Regions from separate parts of the Sus scrofa genome. Here region 2 is linked to region 1. The links are chromatin contacts, called in public Hi-C maps. All regions are on one chromosome and are shown on one strand. The core of a region is the stretch at or near the end of the contact, and the rest is flanking DNA. Distances in the headings are between cores, read along the strand shown. Region 1 overlaps LOC110257438 (a long non-coding RNA gene). Region 2 holds the start of C17H20orf24.

What was found. A called contact is a pair of places that touch in the nucleus more often than the background predicts.
Region 2: a contact with region 1 is called in a Hi-C map of retroperitoneal adipose tissue, with 2.8 times the contacts expected there. The contact joins the promoter of C17H20orf24 here to the enhancer-like site in region 1. A contact is called at or near these places in 1 of 5 promoter capture datasets (liver), 25 of 47 Hi-C or Micro-C datasets (alveolar macrophages, blood, brain and 12 more) and 2 of 2 datasets of contacts at active chromatin or transcription factors (alveolar macrophages and skeletal muscle).

What each region holds. Positions count from the first base shown.
Region 1 is chr17:39,803,239-39,809,217 of Sscrofa11.1, reverse strand. The region is part of intron 2 of LOC110257438 (a long non-coding RNA gene); the gene reads left to right. Among named protein-coding and RNA genes, the nearest start is that of MYL9, 18 kb to the right of the region's middle. Within about 2 kb of position 3,762, at least 7 of the 83 cell types and tissues checked have an H3K27ac peak or open chromatin away from gene starts, as enhancers often do. A contact at or near this core is called in mesenteric adipose tissue and retroperitoneal adipose tissue, where this site is marked.
Region 2 is chr17:39,866,525-39,872,503 of Sscrofa11.1, reverse strand. It overlaps C17H20orf24, which reads right to left and starts at 3,655. Exons shown (of 4, transcript XM_021077901.1): 1 at 3,323-3,655; 2 at 1,069-1,172. The coding sequence starts at 3,436. LOC110257439 (a long non-coding RNA gene) reads left to right here and starts at 3,724. Exons shown (of 4, transcript XR_002340025.1): 1 at 3,724-4,779; 2 at 5,812-5,902.

The DNA.
Region 1 (5,979 bases), core at 2,513-5,012:
GTTCCTAGTCAGATTCGTTAACCACTGAGCCATGATGGGAATGCCTAAAAATTTATTTTTATTAGGATATAGTTGGTTTACCTTTTTTTTTTTTTCTCTCTTTGCTTTTTAGGGCCGCAGGTGCAGCATATGGAAGTTCCCAAGCTAGGGGTCAAATCGAAGCTACAGCTACCGGCCTATACCACAGCCTCAACAATGTGGGATCCAAGCAGAGTCTTCAACCTATACCACAGCTCACAGCAATACTGGATCTTTAACTCACTGAGCAGGGCCAGGGATGGAACCTGCGTCCTCATGTATCCTGGTTACTGCTGAGCCATGATGGAAACTCCCTGATTTACAGTTTGGAGTCAATTTCTACTGTACATATAGTGACCCAGTCATACATACGTATGCATTCTTTTTCTCATATTATCTTCCATCATAGTCTATCCCAAGAGACTGGATATAGTTCCCTGTGCTATACAGTAGGACCTCATTGCTAATCCATGCTAAATCTAATAGTTTGCATCCACAGCCCCAAGCTCCTGATCCATCCCACCTCTTCCTCCCTCTCCTTTGGCAACCACAAGTCTATTCTCTATGTCCACGCATCTGTTTCTGTTTTGTAGATAGGTTTATTTATGCCACATTTTAGATTCCACATATAAGTGATATCCTATGGTATTTGTCTTTTTCTGACTTACTTCACTTAGTATGAGAATCTCTAGTTGTATCCATGTTGCTGCAAATGGCATTATCTTGTTCTTTTTAATGGCTGAGTAGTGTTCCATTGTATTTATGTACCACATCTTAGTCCATTTGGTGGTTTTTTTTTGTTTTTTTGTTTTTTTGTTTTTAAAATAACTCTTGAAGTTCCCCTTATGGCACAGCAGAAACAAATCCAACTAGTATCCGTGAAGATGAAGGTTTGATTCCTGGCCTTACTCAGTGGGTCGAGGATCTGGTGTTGCCATGTGGTGTAGGTTGCTGACTTGGCTCGGATCTCGAGTTGTGGCTGCGGCGTAGGCCAGCAGCTGTAGCTCCAGTTTGACTCCTAGCCTGGGAACTTCCATATGCCATGGGTGTGGCCCTCAAAAAACAAACAAACAAAAAAAACCAAAAAAACTCTTGTCATTTCCCCTGATTTCAACTTAAATATCACCTTCCCAGGAAGGCTCTCCCTGACCACGCAAGACTAGTCTCCCTCCCACACCCCCGCCTTAATCTGTTTGCTACATCACACTTTACCTAAATTGTAACTGTTAGTTTTGTGGTTTGTCTCTTTCTCTCCCCTGCTGGATGATAAACTGTTTTGTTCCCTTAGATTCTCTCAATAACCTGAAACCACCCATAATAGGCTCTAAATAGATGCTTGTTGGTACCCAGTACCCCGTCTCCAGGAGAGTCCCCTCAGTTACATCCACATTGCTCTTTCATGGGCAAATCTGATCAAGTTCTACTCCAGATTCTGCAAAGACCCCTTGGTGCCCTGCGGGTGCGAGCAGGAGAAAGGATGCTCCCACCTGGCATTCAAGTCCTTTCAGGTCTGGCTCCGCATCTTTCTCCCCACTCTGCCCCTTATTCCAGCCCTGAGACAGTTTGATTTTCCTTATTTATCGGTTAAGCTGACCAGGGTTCCTTCTGAACTTCAGATAAACCGCACTCATTTCTTGTGTATCTCACTGCCCGCCTCTCCTTGTGGAGATGTATCATGTGTCTGCTAGGTATGACCTTGTTAATTTCAGGTACTCTTTTTAGTCCCACGGTTTCTCTTTTCCCAATCCAGTGGTCACCACCTCCTATTTCTCCCTGTCCCCATGGTGACACACTGCCATCCACCACCCGTGTGTTGTTTCCTGTCTCCGCTCTGGTGCCCCTCCCCCACTCTGCAAATCCACCCTAAAAATTTTTTGAGGGGTCATCCTTGGGTAATGTCTGAACAATCTCTTGAACAATCCTATGCTGGTTTTAAAATCTTCTGCACATTTTAAAATTACCTTAAAGGAGTTCCTTTGTGGCTCAGCAGGTTAAGGATCTGGGGTTGTCACTGCTGTGGCATGGGTTTGATCCCTGGCCCAAGAACTTCCACATGTTGTGGGTGCACCCCCCCCCAAAAAAAAAGAAAAGGAAAAAGAAATTATGTTTAAGTTAGGTGCTAGGTCTCATTCTGTTTCTCCTCCCTCACACACATTGTTTTCATTAATATCTGTCTGTATTGATGCATGAATGTTGAGTTTATTGCATCAGAGTGCTGCATGGTGTTCCACAGCACACATCTGTCACATTTCACTTATTCTCCTCGAGACAGGCACGTGGGTTCCCTCCAACGCCTGCTCTCATCAGAACTGCTGGCAGTGATGAACATGTGGTCCTGCCCCTTCTGGGCTTGTGCAGTTTCTCTGGGAGATGTTTCCAGGTGTGGAATTGCTGAGGGGCTTTACTTATTCTTAGGTAACTGGCAAGTGCTCTCATGCATGGGGGCCAGCCTGTCCCTGTCGCCAGTATAGGAGGAATCCCCTTTTCTCCCCATGTTTGCCGATGTTCGGTATTGTCCATATCTCTGATTGGTAATATCTGAGGAGTATGAAGTGTTTTCTTGTTTTTGCTTTCTGAACACCAGCGAGGTTGCTGTATTGTCCTTGTTAGTTGAAATTTCCCTTTTGTGAATCTCCTGTGTGTATGCTTTGCTCTCTTGCCTATAGAATATATTCTATAGCTCGTTCTTATTTTAGATTTTAATTCCTTGTTTCATTTTAATGCAGTCAAAATTCACCCTTTCTAAAAAATGACTTTTAACAAACATGTACAATCATATAATCACCACCATAATCAGGACAGAGAGTAGTTCCATCGCCCCCCCCCACCCCAATTCCCTCTTGACCCTTTTACTGTCAGTCTCTCTTTCCACCCCTTGCTTCTGGCAATCTCTCAGCTGTTTTTTCTCTCCTGTAGTTTTGCCATATTCAGACTGTCATACAGGTTGAATCATATAGTATGTTGGTTTTTGGCCTCATCTACAGCACAGGGAAAATTCCCCAGCCAGGTATTGAACCCTCACCACAGCAGTGACCAGAGCTGCTGCAATGACAACGCCAGATCCTTAACCTACTGCATCGCAAGGGAACTCCAGTATATTACTCTTCAAATCTGCTTCTTTTTTTTTTGAGCGTATGCATCTGAAGTCCACCTCTCAGTTGTGTGGGTTTTAGGAGGCAGTTGGTTCCTTCTTATCGATCAATAGCATTTCACTGGATGAGTGAACTACATTTTATTTATCCAGTTATCATTGGAAGGATATTTGGATTGTTTCCAAATGTGTCAGTTTGATTTTGATGACCTTGACACTTGTGGAGAATTCAGGTTAGGTGTTCTGTGCAATGTCTAATTTACTGAACGTCATGCTTTGAATTTCGGAGGACATCCCACCGTGACACTCAGTGGACTTAACTAACCTGCCAGAGCTAGTTAACCTGTTCTCTGTGAAGGGGAGGAGTTGAAAGCACACCTTTTTTTGGCCCCTGGAGTGAATTTTAAGCATCAGTAAAACTTTACCTTCACTGACTCTCTGTTTTCTCACCTCATACCATCTGTCTGTCTGTCTTTCTTTCTTTCCTTCCTTCTTTCTTCCATCCTTCTTTCATTCTTTCTTTTGTTCTCTCTCTCTCTTTTCTTTATTCCTTCTTTTTTTTCTTTTGGCCACAGTGTGCAGCAGCTTGAAGTGGAGTCTCAGTTCCCAGCCCAGGGATTGAACCCAGGTCACAGCTGTGAAAGTGCTGAGTCCTAACCACGAGACCACCTGGAACCTCCCCCTTCCTTCCTTCCTTCCTCTCCCTCTCTCCCTCCCTTTCTTCTTTTTTGTTTGTTTCCTGACTGTGTTTTGGTTTTAATTCTTGGCCAGGATGTTTCTCCTGTGGCCAGAAGCAATTGGCAGTTAGTTTTATGGTCTGTTTGTTGATCTTTATCAGGACATTGGGGGTCTAGTCTCTATCCCAGTGGCAAACGAGAGAGAATCTGATTTATTAGTCTTTTTTTTTTTGATAGTTTGCTTATTATTTGTGAGCTCAAATCAATTGAGAAAATAGAGAAATAGAAGTGGATTTTTGTATTTTTTGGTTTACTTTGGCACATGGCTGAGGTTGTTGAACTGAAACTGAAAGTTTTCAGTGTTTTTTTTTTTTTTTTTTTTTTTTTTTTTCTTTTTGTCTTTTTAGGGCCACTCCTAGGGCTAGGAGTCCAATCAGAGCTGTAGCCGCCGGCCTACACCACAGCCACAGCAATGTGGGATCCATAACCCACTGAGCAAGGCCAGGGATTGAACCCGCAACCTCATGGTTCCTAGTCAGATTTGTTTCCACTGTGCCATGATGGGAACTCCAGTTTTCAGTGTTTTTATATGAGTCTGAAATATTTTCTTACCTCCATAGTATCATTAATACATAATTAAGTTCCCATTATGGCTTAGTGGCTTAAGAACCCGACTAGTGCTTATGAAGATGCGGGTTCGATCCCTGGCCTCGATCAGTGGGTTAAAGATCCAGTGTTGTTTCAGGCTGTGGCGTAGGTTGTAGATGCAGTTTGAATCTGGTGTTGCTGTGGCTGTGGTGAAAGCCTATAGCTCCAGTTCCAATGTAACCCCTAGCCCAGGAACTTGCAGGTGTGGCTGTAAAAAGAAAAATAATTAATAGGTCGAACCATATCTATTACATTTAAGAAGGATTGTTTTGGAGTTCCCTGGTTAGCCTAGCAGGTTAAGAATCTGGCATTGTCACTGCTGTGGCTCAGATTTGATTCCTGGCCTGGGAGAACTTCCCATGCCACAGGCAAAGCCAAAAGAGGAGAAGGGGGAGAAGAAGGAATGTTCTGATTGGTTTATCATAGCTAATGGGACTTATGTAAACATAAAGGAATACAGAAATATCAAGAAAATAAAGAAATAGAAGTCTAACAGTTCACATGGGCTAGTTATTTGGAGTTGTCATGGCTCAGTGGTAAGGAATCGGGCTGGTATGCATGAGGACGGGGGTTCAATCCCTGTCCTCACTCGGTGGGTTAAGAATCTGGCATTGCTGTGAGTTCTGGTGAAGGTCACTGTGGCAGCTCAGATCTGATGTTGCTATGGCTGTGGTGTAGGCCAGCAGCTGTAGCTGTGATTTAGCCCTAGCCTAGGAACTTCCATATGCCGTGGGTGCAGCCCTGAAAAGACAAAAAAAAAAAAAAAAAAAGTGCTAATTTTTGAAGAGGAAAACAAAACCAAGCTTTACAAAAATGTTAGCTTAGGAGGTGTTTTGTTTTGTTTTGCTACATCTGTGGCATACAGAAGTTTTCCTGGGCTAGGGATGGAGCCACAGCAGTGGCAATGCCAAATCATTAACTGCTGGACTACCAGGGAACTCCAGGAGGTTTTTTTTGGCTAGCTATTGTTTGTTTTAATAGCTTCATTGTTATATAATTTACATATCATAAAATTCACCGATTTAAAGTGTATAGCTCAATTAATTTTAGCAGATTTAAAGAGTTGTGGGAGTTCCTGCTGTGGTGCAATGGTATCAGCGGTGTTTCTGCAGCACCAGATGCAGGTTCAATCCCCAGCCTAGCACAGTGGGCTAAAGCATCTGGTGGTGTAGCTGCTGATCCCTGGCCCAGGAACTCGTTATGCTGTGGAGCAGCTGAAAAAAGGAAAAAAGAAAAAATTATATAAAAAAAACAATTATATAAAAAAAACAAAAGAGTTGTGCAGCCATCATAATTTCACTCTCTTTCTGCATCCTCTGTGCGCCAGCCCTAGACCAACGCTAATCTAACATATTTTCTATAGATTCGCCTATTTTGGCTGTTTCATATAAATAGACTCATGCAATATGTGGTCTTTTGTTATGACTTGTTTCATTTAGGGTAATTTTTTCCTCCGTGTCTGTCAGTTTTTTCTTTTTTCTTTCTTTCTTTTTTTTTTTTTAAGGGCTGCACCTGAGGCATATGGAAGTTCCCAGGCTAGAGATC
Region 2 (5,979 bases), core at 2,406-4,905, 63 kb before region 1:
ACACCACTGCAGCAACCCAAGCTGCTGCAGTGACAACATTGGATCCTTAACCCACTACACCACAAGGGAACCCCCCCAAAAATCCTTTTAATTCAACCTTGTGGTTATGCAGACTCACTTTCAGTGGCTTGTTAACAAATGGAGCTGTGACCAGGGGCTAGTGTCAACTGTGCCACAGGAGCACAATAAAAGATGGGAGGGCTCAATCGTCTACTTTTTCACTGCCTTTAAAGTGTAGGAACCTGGAGTTCCTGCTGTGGTGTAGTGGGTTAAGGATCCAGCTTGTCTCTGTGGAGGTGCCAGTTGGATCCCCAGCCTGGCACAGTAGGTTAAGGATCTAGCATTGACCCAGCTGTAGCGTAGGTCATAGATTCAGCTCAGATTTGATCCCTGACCTGGTGTGGCCCCAAAAGAATGAATGAATTAATTAATGAAGTGTACAGTTTGGTGGTTTAAAAAAACAAACAAAAAAAACCATGTAAGGACCTAAAACAACTTCTGACAAAGCAAAGATTCAGGACACCCTGCACAGCGCACGAAGGAGCGGTCATCAAGTACCGAAGTTCGTCCACTTTCCAAACTTCCAGACACAAAAATTATGCCAGAACTAGATGCCGGTTACCAACAAACAATACGGCAACCTCCTGCACGCGGTCACTATGGACCCACGAATCAATGAACTAGCCCAGATCTTTTTTCTGGCTGCGCCTGCAGTATGTGGAAATTCCCAGGCTAGAGATCAAACCCATGCCACAGCAGTGACACAAGCTGCTGCAGTGACAATGCCAGATCCTTAACCCACTGCACAAGAGAACTCCTATCCCACATCTTAAAACATGCCTGACCTAAGACGCACCCAAGCCCACTGAACTGAGGAGGGGTGCATCAGACTCAGACCCCGAAGTGCCACCATGGGGCCAGTTTTTTGCTTTAGTCATCACACACACACACACAGACACAGTAACTAAAAACAGAAATCAAATCCTCCAAAGTAGCAACTGCCTTTCCTATAAAAAGAAAATATCTCTCTGAAAAGAAATGATACCATGCAAGATACCCAAGACTTACCCTGCTATTCCCAAGAAACCTCGCAAGGGTAGCACTCCCCAAATGACACCTAGGACCACAGCAATGATCTGTCGGAACCAGTAGATCACATCTAAAAATTCATCCTGCAGAAAAGAAAGAGAATGCGTGCATTATCTGAGGTGGGCGCCATAGACGGCCTCTTGCTAAATGCATCTTCCAGGGAAATTTTTCCTAAAAGCAATGGTATATGGGTCTCGAATCTCCACATCTTTTTTTTTGGTCTTTTGTTGTTGTTGTTGTTGCTATTTCTTGGGCCGCTCCTGCGGAGGTTCCCAGGCTAGGGGTTGAATCGGAGCTGTAGCCACCAGCCTACACCAGAGCCACAGCAACTAGGGATCCGAGCCGCGTCTGCAACCTACACCACAGCTCACAGCAACGCCGGATCGTTAACCCACTGAGCAAGGGCAGGGACTGAACCCGCAACCTCATGGTTCCTAGTCGGATTCGTTAACCACTGCGCCACGACGGGAACTCCTCCACATCTTTTTATACTAAAATGTAGTTTAAAAAAAAAAAAAGATATATTGGACTTCCCTTGTGGCTCACCAGGTTAAGGATCCAGCATTGTCACTGCAGTGGCTCAGGTAACTGCTGTGGCAAGGGTTCAATCCCTGGCACAGGAATTTTCACATGCCATGGGCACAAACAATCAAAAATGACATATATTTAGTTACCCTAAGTGATGGCTTCCAGGGCATGTGCTCTGAATAAAAATTTTAGAAAAATCATTTATCCTTTTTTAGAAGCTGTAAAAATGAAAGTGTGATAGTAACTGAGCTACCCGTCATAAATAACTCTTATTATGTCACCTGGGGAGACCTGGACAGACTCCACAGGCAGAAGGGTTAACTGTTAACCAATTCAGCATCACCTTCCCACAAACTACATTCTGAGTAAGTCACAAAGAAGAGAACAGATTAGAAACAAAAGTGCTGGAAGCAGGTCTAATTTTTTAAAAAAATTTTAAGTTTTTTTTTGTTTGTTTGTTTTTTACTTTTTAGGGCTGCACCCATGGCATTTGGAAGTTTCCAGGCTAGGGGTCTAATTAGAGCTACACCCGCTGGCCTACACCACAGCTCACAGAAATGCCAGATCCAGGACCCACTGAGCGAGGCTAGGGATCAAACCCAAGTCCTCATAGAAACTTGATGGATTCACTTCCTCTGAGCCACAAAAGTAACTCCAGCATATCTAATTTTTTATGTAAGAACATGGAAGTCTCAGGCTTCTGACCTGCCCTAGACTGCAGAAATGTGTCCTTATACAAAGAAAGAAAGAAATGACACAGCAAAGTAGAAAGTTTTTACAGAGAGCTCAGCAGACTGGGGACAGGAAGAGGGACCTTCAGGAAGTGCCTCCCAACCCTGCCCCTCTTCCAGAAATACCTACCTCTGCAGTCCAAAAAAACTAGGGAAAGAATGCAAACACAACATTCTTTTCAGGATAATGGGAATCAAGTTGTTTCTGATGGTTCCTTCTACACCAGGGAGCAGAGCTGGGGAAGTGTTTACACTCAGATCTTACGAATGTATTTGATCAGTAAAGACATTGCGAAGTCTCCCAAACATTTCTCACATACATGCGGTGGTTTCTCCTCCACCCTCCCTCCCTCTCTCTCACAAACACACTCAACCCCTGAAAGCTCTCAGTCTCCCCTCTCAACTCTTCACCCTTATTTAAGTGGACGGTTTTTTCAGTAAGCAGTGGCAGCTCCTCTTTAGTACGCTTCACTGTGCTAAAGCTGTAAGGCACCACAGCACCCCATCTCAGTTGTTCTGAGACGTGAATGAGATGATGCAGAGTGCGCCTGACACACAGCAAGTATTCAGTAGAAGTCTGTTACTGTTCGTGCTAACGACGGTAGCAAGTAGTTAATTTGGAGAAGATAAGTCACTTACTCAAGATCCTACTGGGAGTAAAATGCGGAGATCTAATCGAACTCAGCTCATTCCCACTGCTCAGGCACACGACCTGCCCGAGGAGGTGGGACCGGGGGCAACTCCTCCGGCCCCTCCTTGCTGACCCAGCAGACTTCACCCTTAGATCACTCCGTGGTGAGCCCGGAGCCCAGCCGTCAGGCTCGGGTCCGCCAAGTTCGACCAGACACCCTTGGGCCACATGCCCCACCACTCTACTGCGTCCGGACCGGGCAGGTGCAGGCTCGGGCCTGTCCATTCGTCCCCGAGTCCCAGCTGACTATTCGAACGTGCGCCCTCGCCAGGCCCCACCGCACCTTGTCCTCCCAGGCCGCGTCGCTCCGCAGCACTTTGCTCCAGACAGAGACTTTGAGGGCCCCGTTGGCCAGCTGCGGCTGAGGCGGCTCCTCCTTCCGCCGCCCGCCGCTCATCCTCCCGTCGCGCCGCCCGGGCCGGGCCTGGGGCGCGCGGGCCGATCTAAAAGGGGTCGGGGTCTGGAGTCACGGGTCACGGGGCGCCGGGCGGTGGTGGTGGCACTCAGCGGACGTGTTCGGCGGCGCGCCTGCGGCTGCCCGCACCTAACCAGGCAGCCCGGCTCTGCTCTCTCGGCCGAGACCAGGAGGTCGGTGGGCGGAGCAACGCAGCACCGCGCGTCCTCCCGCCGACGTGCCCACGCAGCCAATACACGGCCGCGCAGCCGTAGAGCGAAAGAGGAGGGGCTATCGCTTCGGCGCAAGCGCCCTACGCGCGGCAGTCATGACAAATTTCCGCCAGCAGCGCGGTAGAGGGAGAAGGAAGGGACACTCTTGGTGGGGACGGCGACACGAGCGCAAGGAGGCGCTATGGAGACGGAGGAATGGCGTCTGAGGCGAAAGCGGAGATTGGACATGAGGCTCACCCAATCCACTTTAGCTTGACCCCAGGAGCAGCAGGACAGAACGCAGCCCTTCATTCCCCAAGGCGCTTTTTAAAGCCCAAACCTTGCTTCCCTGGAGCCACAAATTGCTTTTCTGGATTTAAGCCCTTGCTTTTTTTCCCTCCTAACCGTGCAAGTCCTATAGGACTTTGTTCGGGAAGTTAACTCAGAAATTTTTCTGTAATAAGTTGGGGTCTCCTCATGCCTAGCACCCTCTTTTGGACCGTCTTTTGGCAAATGTATGCCTTGAGATCCAAAGAGGGGAAATGATTTTCTGAAACTGTGTATAGCATGTTGGAACCAGCTGCAGAGGAGCAAGTGGAAAGAGTATTTTATTAGGTATCAGCATATTTGAGTATTCATCTACTGTGTCCTCGCTATGGACTTGGTTAGATGTTCACAAAGTGTTTTTCTGGAGCAGCAGCAGCTGCATCGCCTGGGAACTTGATTAGAGATTCAAATTATCAGACCTCAGAGTTCCCGTCTTGGCTCAGCGGGTTAAGAACCCTACCAGTGCCTAGAAGGATGTGAGTTGGATTCTTGGCCTCGCGCTGTGGGTTGAAGGTCCGTCCTTGCTGCAAATTCAGGCATAGGTCACAGATGTGGCTCGGATTCAGTGTGACTGTGGCTGTGGCCGGCTTCTGCAGCTCTGATTCAACCCCTAACCCAGGAACTTCCATATGCTGTGGGTGCAGCCCAAAATGAAGGAAAACAAAACAAAGCAAAACATTCTCAGACTCCATCCCGGACCTACTAATTGGAAATTCTGGGGCAGAGTGCACAATCGGCATTTCAATAAGTCCACCAGGTGGTGCCATGCTTGCTGTGCTGTGTAACAAGGCACTTCATTCCAGTGAGGTGGGTATATAGAATCAAAGTAACTTGCTCAACTAATATCTGGGTCTGTCTGACTTCAAAATCTGCACATGTACCCTTTTTGTGGTTTTTTGTTTATTTCTTTTTAGGGCCAGACCCGCAGCATTTGGAAGTTTGAGGGCCAGGGATTGAAACTGAACTGCAGCTGCGACTTGAGCTTCAGCTGTGGCAAAGGACAGATCCTTTAACCCACTGTGCTGGACCAGGAATCAAACTTGAACCTCTGCAGCGACCCTAGCCACTGCAGTGGGATTCTTAACTCACTGCATCACAGCGGGAACTCTAAAATCTGCATTCTCAACCTTAGATTTTTTTTTTTTTTTTTTTCTTTTTAGGGCTGCACCCAAGGCATATGGAGGTTCCCAGGCTGGGGGTTGAGTAGGAGCTACAGCTGCCAGCCTACACCACAGCAACTTGGGATCTGAGCCTCATCTGCACCCTGCACCATGCTGGATCCTTTACCCACTTAGCAAGGCCAGGGATCGAACCCGAAACCTCATGGTTTCCAGTCCAATTCGTTTCTGCTGCACCGCAACGGGAACTCTTGTTTTGTTTTATTTTATTTTATTTTATTTTTAGGCTTTAAGTCTTAAAGAATATCACTAAGGTCAGGACATCCTTTGCATACCTGTCAACATTCACACGTAGTTCTCCACCTTGGGTAAACAACAGAATCTCCTAGGAAGCTTTTTCAGAATAAGCTGTTGTTTTCTACCACAACCCAATCCTAAGATCCTGTTTCAATAGAATGGAGCTGGATCCCAAAGATGATACACACTGCAACAGACGCTACTCTGTCTGGACCTGGTAGGACAGCCATACACCTGATATGGGTACACAACTTTAGCCTAACTTTCGCATGGATCTTGTTCTTATCAGCCCTCCACCTTCTGAACCAGTTTCCCTCATATGCAAAACTATAGTAAAGCCTAACCAGCTCACCCCAGTTTGGATGCGCACCATTGGTGTAAAACCTATTTTACAAAAAACAAAAGCCACGTACCTGTTTTACAGACTCCCTGCTGGCATGCAGTGTTGGAGACAGACTGATCATTCTATCATAGAATATTGGAAGAATACTTAGCCTGGGTCAAAGACAGAAAAGGTAAGTTTTTTAGTCTGCTAAAAACTCATACAAGTGAGATCCGGTGGTAAAAGTTTGTAACAGGGAATCTGATCTGG